Regions from separate parts of the Anas platyrhynchos genome. Here region 2 is linked to region 1. The links are chromatin contacts, called in public Hi-C maps. All regions are on one chromosome and are shown on one strand. Each heading gives the region's core, a stretch centred on a gene start, on an enhancer-like site or on the middle of the called end of the contact. The rest is flanking DNA. Distances are from core to core; before and after follow the strand shown. Region 1 overlaps NCOR2 (nuclear receptor corepressor 2). Region 2 overlaps SCARB1 (scavenger receptor class B member 1).

What was found. A called contact is a pair of places that touch in the nucleus more often than the background predicts.
Region 2: a contact with region 1 is called in a Hi-C map of liver, with 2.8 times the contacts expected there. The contact joins two enhancer-like sites. A contact is called at or near these places in 3 of 8 Hi-C or Micro-C datasets (liver, skeletal muscle and subcutaneous adipose tissue).

The regions. Positions count from the first base shown.
Region 1 is chr16:3,888,011-3,892,343 of IASCAAS_PekinDuck_T2T, reverse strand. NCOR2 (nuclear receptor corepressor 2) reads left to right here. Exons shown (of 47, transcript XM_072024413.1): 8 at 2,823-2,875. Among named protein-coding and RNA genes, the nearest start is that of NCOR2, 120 kb to the left of the region's middle. Within about 2 kb of position 2,538, at least 4 of the 8 cell types and tissues checked have an H3K27ac peak or open chromatin away from gene starts, as enhancers often do.
Region 2 is chr16:4,062,908-4,067,240 of IASCAAS_PekinDuck_T2T, reverse strand. SCARB1 (scavenger receptor class B member 1) reads left to right here. Exons shown (of 13, transcript XM_027469978.3): 13 at 137-648. Among named protein-coding and RNA genes, the nearest start is that of SCARB1, 20 kb to the left of the region's middle. Within about 2 kb of position 2,265, at least 2 of the 8 cell types and tissues checked have an H3K27ac peak or open chromatin away from gene starts, as enhancers often do.

The sequences.
Region 1 (4,333 bases), core at 1,289-3,788:
TCCTCGCTGGGGAGGCAGGGCGCATTATTTTTCCTCTGAGTCACCGGGGTCAAACCCTTTGGCCTTTTGCTGAAGGTTGGCGGTGCCTGGGACTGGTGCTTCCTCATCCAAAAGATGGTGCACTTCCTTTCCTTCCCCCACGCACCTTTATTTTTTTTCTTCCCCTCTTTTTTTTTTTTTTGGATTTGCTGATGCTTTTCCCTCGGGCGCTGACACTCCAGAGCCAGCCTGTGTCTTCGGGGGAGTTTGGGAGCTGGGCCAGAGCCCAGAGCAAACTTTCCTCTGCCTCTCCGTCCTGTTCCTCGATGGGGAGGGGAAACCTCTGCCAAGCAAACCCTGCCAGCCCCTCCTTGTGCTCTGTGTGCCTCGCACAGGCTGTCTCCATCTGCCTGCCCAGCGAGGGACCCTTCCCAGCACCCAGGTCCTGCCAACAGCAGGTGGAAGAAGGGATTTTGAGAGCGATCCAGGATAGGACATGTAGGGACTTACCCGGGGGTTTGGGGCTGTGTCATGGATTTCCCCTCGGTTGGAAGCTGCTGGGTGCTGGCCCAGCTCTGGTAGGAAACTCTTAGCTCCTGACTTGAGTCTTTTAAACAGCTTTTGGGCTATGAGATCTGCGCTGAAATTTGTAACCTTGGGAGCTGAGCATCGTAAGGAAGCAGCTCCTGTTGGCTTCCTGTTCCCAGCTGCTTGTTGCTTTGAACCTACAAGCACCAGCCCTGTATTTTTTGCCTTAAGAGGTCTGATTCATGTCTGATTCTCTTTGGAGGGTCCTCATTTCTGTGCTCCGCAGGTTTTAAACGTGCAGATTTGCACCCTAAGCCCTTTGCCCATTAGTGGTGCTTTTCCAACCTGTCTGATGGGCTTCTGGGTGCCCTGATGCCTCCTCCCTGGGCCCCAACATCAGCCCCAGCTGATGCAGGATGCGCTGGGGAGCCCAGTGGTCGTGACCCACACCAGGGCTGGGCTCCCTGGCTGTAAAATCACCCCCCTGCACTGGGACCAGGGGCACCTGGCAGCACGGAGCCCCCCAGGGATGAGCATGCTGTGGTGTTGGAGCAGCCAGGGCCCCCGAGGCTGTGGTTTTGTAGTAGCTGGTGAACGTGAGCATCCCCGTGTTATCCCTGCCGTGTAGCTGAGACCACTTTAAAATGACCCCGTGTTTCCCCTAGGGAGAAATTTCATTGAGACTTGCGCTCTGAATGCTGCAGTGACCAGAAAGCAATCGAGGGCTTCCATTCTGTTTTATTTTTAAAGAGCTTTCAGTAAATCCACGGATTTCCCAGTCACAGCTCGCCTGGCGATTTTGTTTTTCCTAAATGTCATCCCCAGAGGGACGTGGTACACATTGCTTCCCGTGCAGCAGTGCCGTGCACGTTGTGAGCGTGTCCCCGTGCCATCCAACCCCTCAGGTTTGCTTTTGCTTACTCGTTTAGAAAGTTGTCATTCTGGGCAGGTTGCGGACAGCTCTGAGGAAGGAAGGATGGTGCCTCTCGCTCCTCTTTTTAGCATTTAGTTTTTTTAGCATTTAGTTATGGGGTAGGTAAAACTCATCTCCTGGCTCGCTGTGCTGCAGGGGCTGAGTCCCGGTGCTGGGCAGTCAGAAATCTCCTCGAGGTGCTCTCGTTGTGTGGAACTTGGCTTTGGGTCCCAGTCTCTTATTTCTGAATGGCACAAGTGCTGCGTGCAGGGGCTGCCCGTTAACACCCGGGTTCCCTAACTGAGGGTGTGAGTGGCTGCTCGTGTCCCAGATAAGGAGCAGTGGAAATATTTCAGCAGCCTCCGGGGAGCTGAGCACCATCAGGGCATCGGTGACATCCCGTGTGCACAGGAGTCTTCTAACCCAGACAGAAACCAAAACACGGGTGCCTCCCCTTCTCTTAGAGGAGATTCGCACCTTGTCATGTGCCAGCCTGTTTGCTCTGTTTGCTTCCTCCCCGGGGAGGAGACCCCACTGGGCACACACCTCCTCCTGGGGCTGGTCCCCTCTCCTGGTGCATCGCCAGCACGGTGTCCGGGTGCGTTGTTCTGGCAGCCGTGCAGAGTGCCAAATGCCCCACTGTGCCTTCAGGGCCACGCTGGTTCCTCTCCCCACCTCTCCCTGCACCCGAGGGATCACTTGTGCCTCCCCAGCACAGAGGGACGCATCCAAGGGCAGCCAAAAAAAAGAAGCTGGCGACCTGCTGGTGCCAAGACGCAGCAGCAATGGGCTGCAGGGGATGGCTCTCCCCACACCTCTCTGTGCAAATCACCACTGTCCACACGGGTGCCAGGGGGCTGCAGGGACGTGCCCAGCTGCTCTCCCACCCCTTGCACTGCTGGAAACCCCAGGGGCTCAGCCTCATCCTGCCTCCTGTCCCTGCTGGTGGCTCTGCGGGGAGCTCAGGCGTGCTGCTGCCGCCGCGTAGACATAACAACGCGCAGCGCACGGGCTGGCTCTGCCCGCTCCCCGGGCCCCCCTTTCCCCTCGCCTCCCCCGTGTCGTCTGTTCGGAGGCGCCCAGCAGCCAGGCACCGCGCCGGGCCGTGTTTTGTAGGCATTACGTAGCAAAAACGCTTCCAGCTCGGGCGCTGCCTGCCCTCCCACGGGCTGCGCTGGGATGCGCGGGGACTCGGCGGCGCTGCCGGCAGCCAGCTCCCTCCGGCAGGGGACACGGGGGGCACGGGGACAAGGAAGGGGCCGGGTGGTGCTGCGGGTGCTGCTGTCCCTTTGCACCCAGGCTGGTGAGGCTGGGGGGGTGGCGGGAGGCAGTTCCAGCCAGGATTAAGTTTCTAAATGTCAGGCTGTACCATTTATGCCTTCATTTTTCTTCTTTATTTCAGCCGTTATACAACCAGCCTTCAGACACCAGGCAATACCATGAAAACATTAAAATGTAAGTACGGGGCAATAAAGGCTCTTCTAAATGTCAGGTTGTGTGCTAGGCTGCAGCGGGGGATGCTCGCTCGTTCCCAGACCCCGTCCGTACCTTCCCAGAGCTGCTGCCTCGCCACTCGGGGTGCCCGAAGCACGACCCATCTCCGGGAGCTGGGACAGATGCTGAAGGTGCCGATTGATTTTCCTGGGGGTGGTGGGAGCAAATCCTGGCTCCTCTCTCAGAGCTTTCCTGCAGGGCTCTCACCCTGGCTGCAGGGGGCTGGGGGACACAGCCCCATGGTGCTGCAGCTCTGCCCTCCCCGGTGCCACGCTTGGTGGCGGCTCTGCCGTGTGGGTGACACCGGTGTCCAGGGGTGTTTGGGAAGGAGACGAGCTGCGTGGTGCTTTATTTATTTTTTTTTTCGGCTCGTCTCACGCATGCCGAAGTACGAAATCAGCTGCCAGCATGCGCGCGTGTGTGTTTGCATGCGGGGAAGCTGAAGTGAAATGAGAAGTTGCAATTACAATTAGATTTTCCTGAAGCACCTCTTGAATGTCTAATAACAACTGGTTATTTCAGAGATACTCACTGAGACTTAGCAATCATGTAATTTATGACTTATCACCTCAATACATGATTTAATCATCAACTTGCATTTAATAACCACAACGACTTCCTGAACACAGAAGAAATATAACAGATAATGAGAATAGTGATAATTGTGATTATTGTTGGAAATTTGAATAGGCAAACCAGATCTGAAACTTTTATCTGGCTTGAATGAAGCGATGATTGCTGTGAGCGGGCTGCTCGGCGCTGCCTGCAGCAAGTCTATTTCGGTACGGGCTCGGTCAGCTGCTGATAATCATCTTTAATAATCTATTAACAAAAGTTAATAATCTTCTGCTTTTCAGCAGTATGTTAATTGGTGCCAGGGGAATTACAGGGAAAGAGTTAACGGGCTCCTGCTGTTGTGCTCTGCTGCCGGGGCTCAGGGGAGCGCGGCAGGCGCTGGCGGTGTTTAAATGCTGCTGTCCCCAAGCACCGGGGGAAGGAGGAGGCAGCAAACGTGGCTTTGGTACTGCATTTACCCCAGTTGGAGCTCGGCAGATGTTGCCAGGAGCCTTGGGCAAGGGCTGCCCAGGATTTTGGTGCATGCGGTGGGCAGATGTGTGCCCTGCGCACCGGCTGCCTCCCGCAGTGCGCCGCGCTCAGGTGTGCTCTGCTAGCTGTGGAGATGTGAAAAAGGGAATCAGAGCCACCCCCTCAAGCTTTTACTGATTCAAGCCGTGAATTACGAAGCAGTGCTGATTATACCCTTGGGAGAAGAGACGATGCCTGGCGCGGGGTCTGTGCTCACCACGAGCCTGCAGCCCCCTGCTCTCACACCTGGGTTTGGCTCTTGGTTCGGGGAGTTGACGGCTGATAAACCATTCTGTGCAGCGTCGGTGCTGGCCCAGGGACGTGCCCTTCACA
Region 2 (4,333 bases), core at 1,016-3,515, 180 kb before region 1:
AGGGTTCTTGGCCATGTGGAAGTCCAGGGGGTTTGGGGTGCAAGTGCCCTAGGTGGGGATGTGGGTGATGCACGTGCTGTAGGGTCTGACTGCGGCACTGCTGTGGGGTTGTGACTGCTGCTCTCTCTCCTCCCAGAGACCCACCGACGAGAAGAGCCTGTGCGACCCCACCACGCCAAGCACGCCGCCCCAGTTCTCCGAGACAACACCGCTCCTGCAAGACACCAGCACGTCGTGCCAGGACGCCGCCGAAGCCTGAGCTGCCGGCCCCGGCATGCTTCCCGCTGAGGCGTGCGGGGCGAGAACCACTTTGGATCCCCAGGGGTCTCTGGAAGGTGACATTGTCCTGGGCAGCTCCGCAGAGACCCTGCACTGCTTGGCAAAGCCATGGGCCTGTGCCTCTGCACCAGTGCTCCTGCGCTGGGCACACAGTGAGGAATGTCCTCGTCCAGCCCCCCGAAACACAGTGTTCGAGAGCCCTTGGCCAAAAGGGGCCCGCGCTCACCGCAGTCCCCCTGTCCCTGAGGGCAGGCAGGACTGGAGGCTGCTGCTGGCTGATCTGTTGTTTTGCAATTTAAAACTGCCTATTGCCAGGAATAAAAGGCACTTTAATGGGAGCCTTTAGAATAAACAAGGTTTGTATACATAGCGCTGGTGGGATTTAGTGATCTTTTTTAAAGCCACTGTTCATCTCACACAAATGGGGCTTGCTGTCCCGAAGCCACTTATGGTTTTATTGCCACTTGATGTGACCAGGCTACACTATAAATCAATTCTGGGTGCTGTCACAGCAGCCATATCTCTCCTAAAGGCTTTCCAGGGTACCTGGAGCCTGCCCAGGGTTGCTTTTGCCTTTGCTTGTGTTGGAGAGCACAGTGGTGATTTTTAAAGCCCCTATCCTGTGCCATGACCTTCAGCTCCAGTGATTCAAGTCCAGAGCCTTTTTATTCTGGCCTGCTGGCTCTCTCCATGCTTCAGGTGACAGCGAGATGAGCCTTGCCAAAAAGCTCTTTGGCATATCAAACCCACCACATCGCTCCTGCCAGACCAGTTTTCTGTGCTGTGTGCTCAGCCCTGCAGTGTCAGCTCGTCCTGGCCATGCACCATCGGTGCAGTGAGGCCATCGCCTCGCTCTGCCCCCGCCACCAGCATGTGGGTGGGGAGCAGGCAGAAGCCGTGCCTCTCCTCAAGTGTTAAGGAAAATACTTCTGCTTTTGAGGTGGAGGAAGTCATGTGCAATAATGAAAGTAACAATCGCCTTAGTGGGATTTGGCAAAACTATTCCAGATTTCTGAAATGAGGTCTTGCGGGATCTGGGGCTGGATGTTAGCTGGGGATGGGGTCACCCTCTGGTGGGAAAGAAGCTCAAAGCCCAGGGCTGCTCTTGGTTAACTACCTTGGGAAAGCCAAAGAGGACAATGCTGGTGCCTATGGCAAGGAAAGAAGTCAGTGGGGCAGTCCCTGGTCTCTCTTGTACCAGAGAACGTCTTACACATCATGTGGCATGGATGCTACCGTGAATTGGAAACCACTGCAATTGTCTAGACAGCCCTGTGACCTCCTAGGGAGGTAAACAATACTTTTCCTCTTACACCTCCGTCCCTCTTACTGGGCAGAAAGAGAACAGGCGATGAAACCACCACCATCTCCTGAGCTGCTGTGTTCCTTACTGGCCGTGTTCCCAGCTCTGCAGCTGGGCTGAGCCTGATTTACCATGGCAATAATTGTGGTATAGCCCAGGTGATAGAGGGGGATCCCAGCAACCCAGAACTTGGTCCACAGGCTGAGCTAGATGCCCAAACCACGTCTCACAGGCAGGACGGGACTAGCCAAGTCTTATGGCCTGCACTGCTGGACTATTTCTGAGTCTTGAAACCAAAATTATCCACCTGCAACCTGTGGCTCTCAGCCTGCCACCTCAGCAAGCCATGACTGACACCGAGCGACCAGCGCTCGCTGCTGTTGTGCAGGTAAGACCAATAAAATACTGGAAAAAAATAAAAAAATTGCAAGAGTTTTTTGTCAAGATGGATTCCGTGGGGGGGCACCTTCCGGCCCTTTGCAGCCCGGGCGTGCTGGGGATGGGCTCGTAGGGTGCTGGGGGGGGGCTCATAGGGTGCTGGGGGGGCTCGTAGGGTGCTGGGGGGGTGTCTGGGGGTGCCAGGCTGCCCCCGGGGGGAAATTTGGGGGGGTCGGGGCCCTGCTGAGCCGCTCTGAGGCCGCCGGGGGGAGCTGTGGTGCCGCGGAGGCCCCGGCCCGGAGGCTGTGCGGCCTGTGGAGGCCATGGCTGTGCGCTCCCTGCCCTGCTGCCAGCAGGCTGCGGGCCCCCCCCCGCCTTGCTGTTAGCCCCAGGGATCGCCACAGCCAGCTCCTCTCCATGCCCACAGCCCCAAGAGGCTGCCCCATCCCACCTCCCCTGGCACCCCAGAGCTGGGGGGGCTCAGACTTTTGTGGGACCCCCCCCAGCAAGGAGCAGCCCCCACATTACCCCCACCTGTGCCCATAGGGCTGCCAGGTGCCCACCTGGTCCTGCTGGGTTCAAGCTCAGCAGGTGCAGGGTGTTAAGGCCTGGTTTGGGAACAAATTGTTGTTTTGGCCCAGGTGGTGTGATTGCTCCACTTCCACCCTTTACATCCAGATTTGCTCCTGCACAGGCTGTGGCTCTGGTCTCCTGGGTGCAGGACTCGCAGCAGGGATAAACTCCTCCAGCGATGAAGGGTGGTAAGTGATGGCAAGAGCCCCAGGGCTGCCTCTGTGCCCTCGGGTGCTTCCTCCTGCTTTTTGTCTGTCTGGGAGGGTAGCCAGGCTCCAGGTAACCTGCAAGGCTCATATTAAGCTTCCCTAAAGCTCCTATATGTGTGTGTATTGTGTGTTTCTCGTGGGGCAGAGTGGTGGTACCCCATGATCCAGCCCAGCTGCTGCCTCCCCAGCACCCTCCTGAGCCACCCAGGCACCAGCCTCACTGCTGGACTGGGGAGCTGGGTGCTTCCCTGGGCACCTGGCCTTGGAAAGTGCAATGGTTGTCTTTGGGGCACAGTTGCAACCTGGGTGCTGCTCTCCTGTCTGTGTTTTTTATTGTTTTAAAGTATGTAGGTAATGCAGTTATAATTATGGGGTGGTGTTGCGATGCAGGAGTGTGCTATGGGGAAACCCACAGCCACTATATGGGTCTGAGCTTTATGTGTATGCAGCTGTCTGTGTGGGACTGAGGATCCCAAAGCCCAGGTAGGAGGTGCCAGGAGGGGATTAAGGGCTTTGTGGAACCTGGTTTGTTTTACACTGAGCCACAACGAACAGCTCTGTCCAGGTGGGAAGTATCTGGAGGGAAGACAAACTGCTCGTGGGGGTTTGGAGCAGAGCCTGTGTTGCTTCTCCATGGCTGGGCACTGCGGGGTTTGCCTGTGCTCCCATGCTGCTTGGTTTTAATCCTGTTTTGGACAGGGATCTCTGCTGTGTCACACTGTGGTGCAACACTCGGGTCCTGGCCATGCCTGTGTGGCTTAAACTAGCATCCCTCCTGCACGCAGGGTAGCGATCCAGCCTGGACACCCCTCTCTCCAGACTATCTATGTGATCTGCCCTGGTTTGAGCCTTTTCTCAGTCTGAGGCTGAGCAGAAAGCGTTTTTCCACTCCGTGCCGCAGTGCTGGCACGAGCGGTGACCGGCAGCCCCGGCCCCCAGCTGCCCTCTGCGCCTTGCCAGCGCAGCGCTCTGCGCAGCCCTCTGCCGCCTTGGCTGCAGCCCAGCCTGCCTGGTGGTGCCCGTGCTGCAGAGAGCTCTGTCGTGTCCCTTCCCCTGCTGCAAACAGAGGGACAGAGCTGGGAGACCCCAGCATGAGCTGTGCCATGGGTACATCCTGCGTGCCGAGACCTGCTTCGAGGGTGTTACCGTCGCAGAAAGCAAATAAGGGCTGCTGGGCTCTGCCAAAGAAGTCTCTGCTCCCAAGTGTGTGTGTTGGATGTCAGTGCTAAACCTCCCGGTGTTCACTGCCTTGTTTAAGTAGCGTGACTGAACTTCTCTATTCCTCCTGATAGCGGGGACGCAGGAGCTTAACTTCACCGCCTCGCTAGGCACCAGAGTCAGGGTTGGGCCATTTCTAGGAAAAAACACTTCTGCATGAGCTCCTCCACCCTGCACTGTCAGGAATTCTCCTGCCCTTTAAAACGGGAAGGAAAAAACATGACATCCCCCCTGCTTTGAGAAGTTCCTTTTAGCAAGGTGTCACCGTGCCCTGGTGGTGAGATCCCCTGCCTGAACCCCGTCGTGCAGCGGGGTGCTCTGCTGGGGATGCTCCATCCCTGCTGCCGTGGGCAAGGGGCTCCCCGTGGTGCTG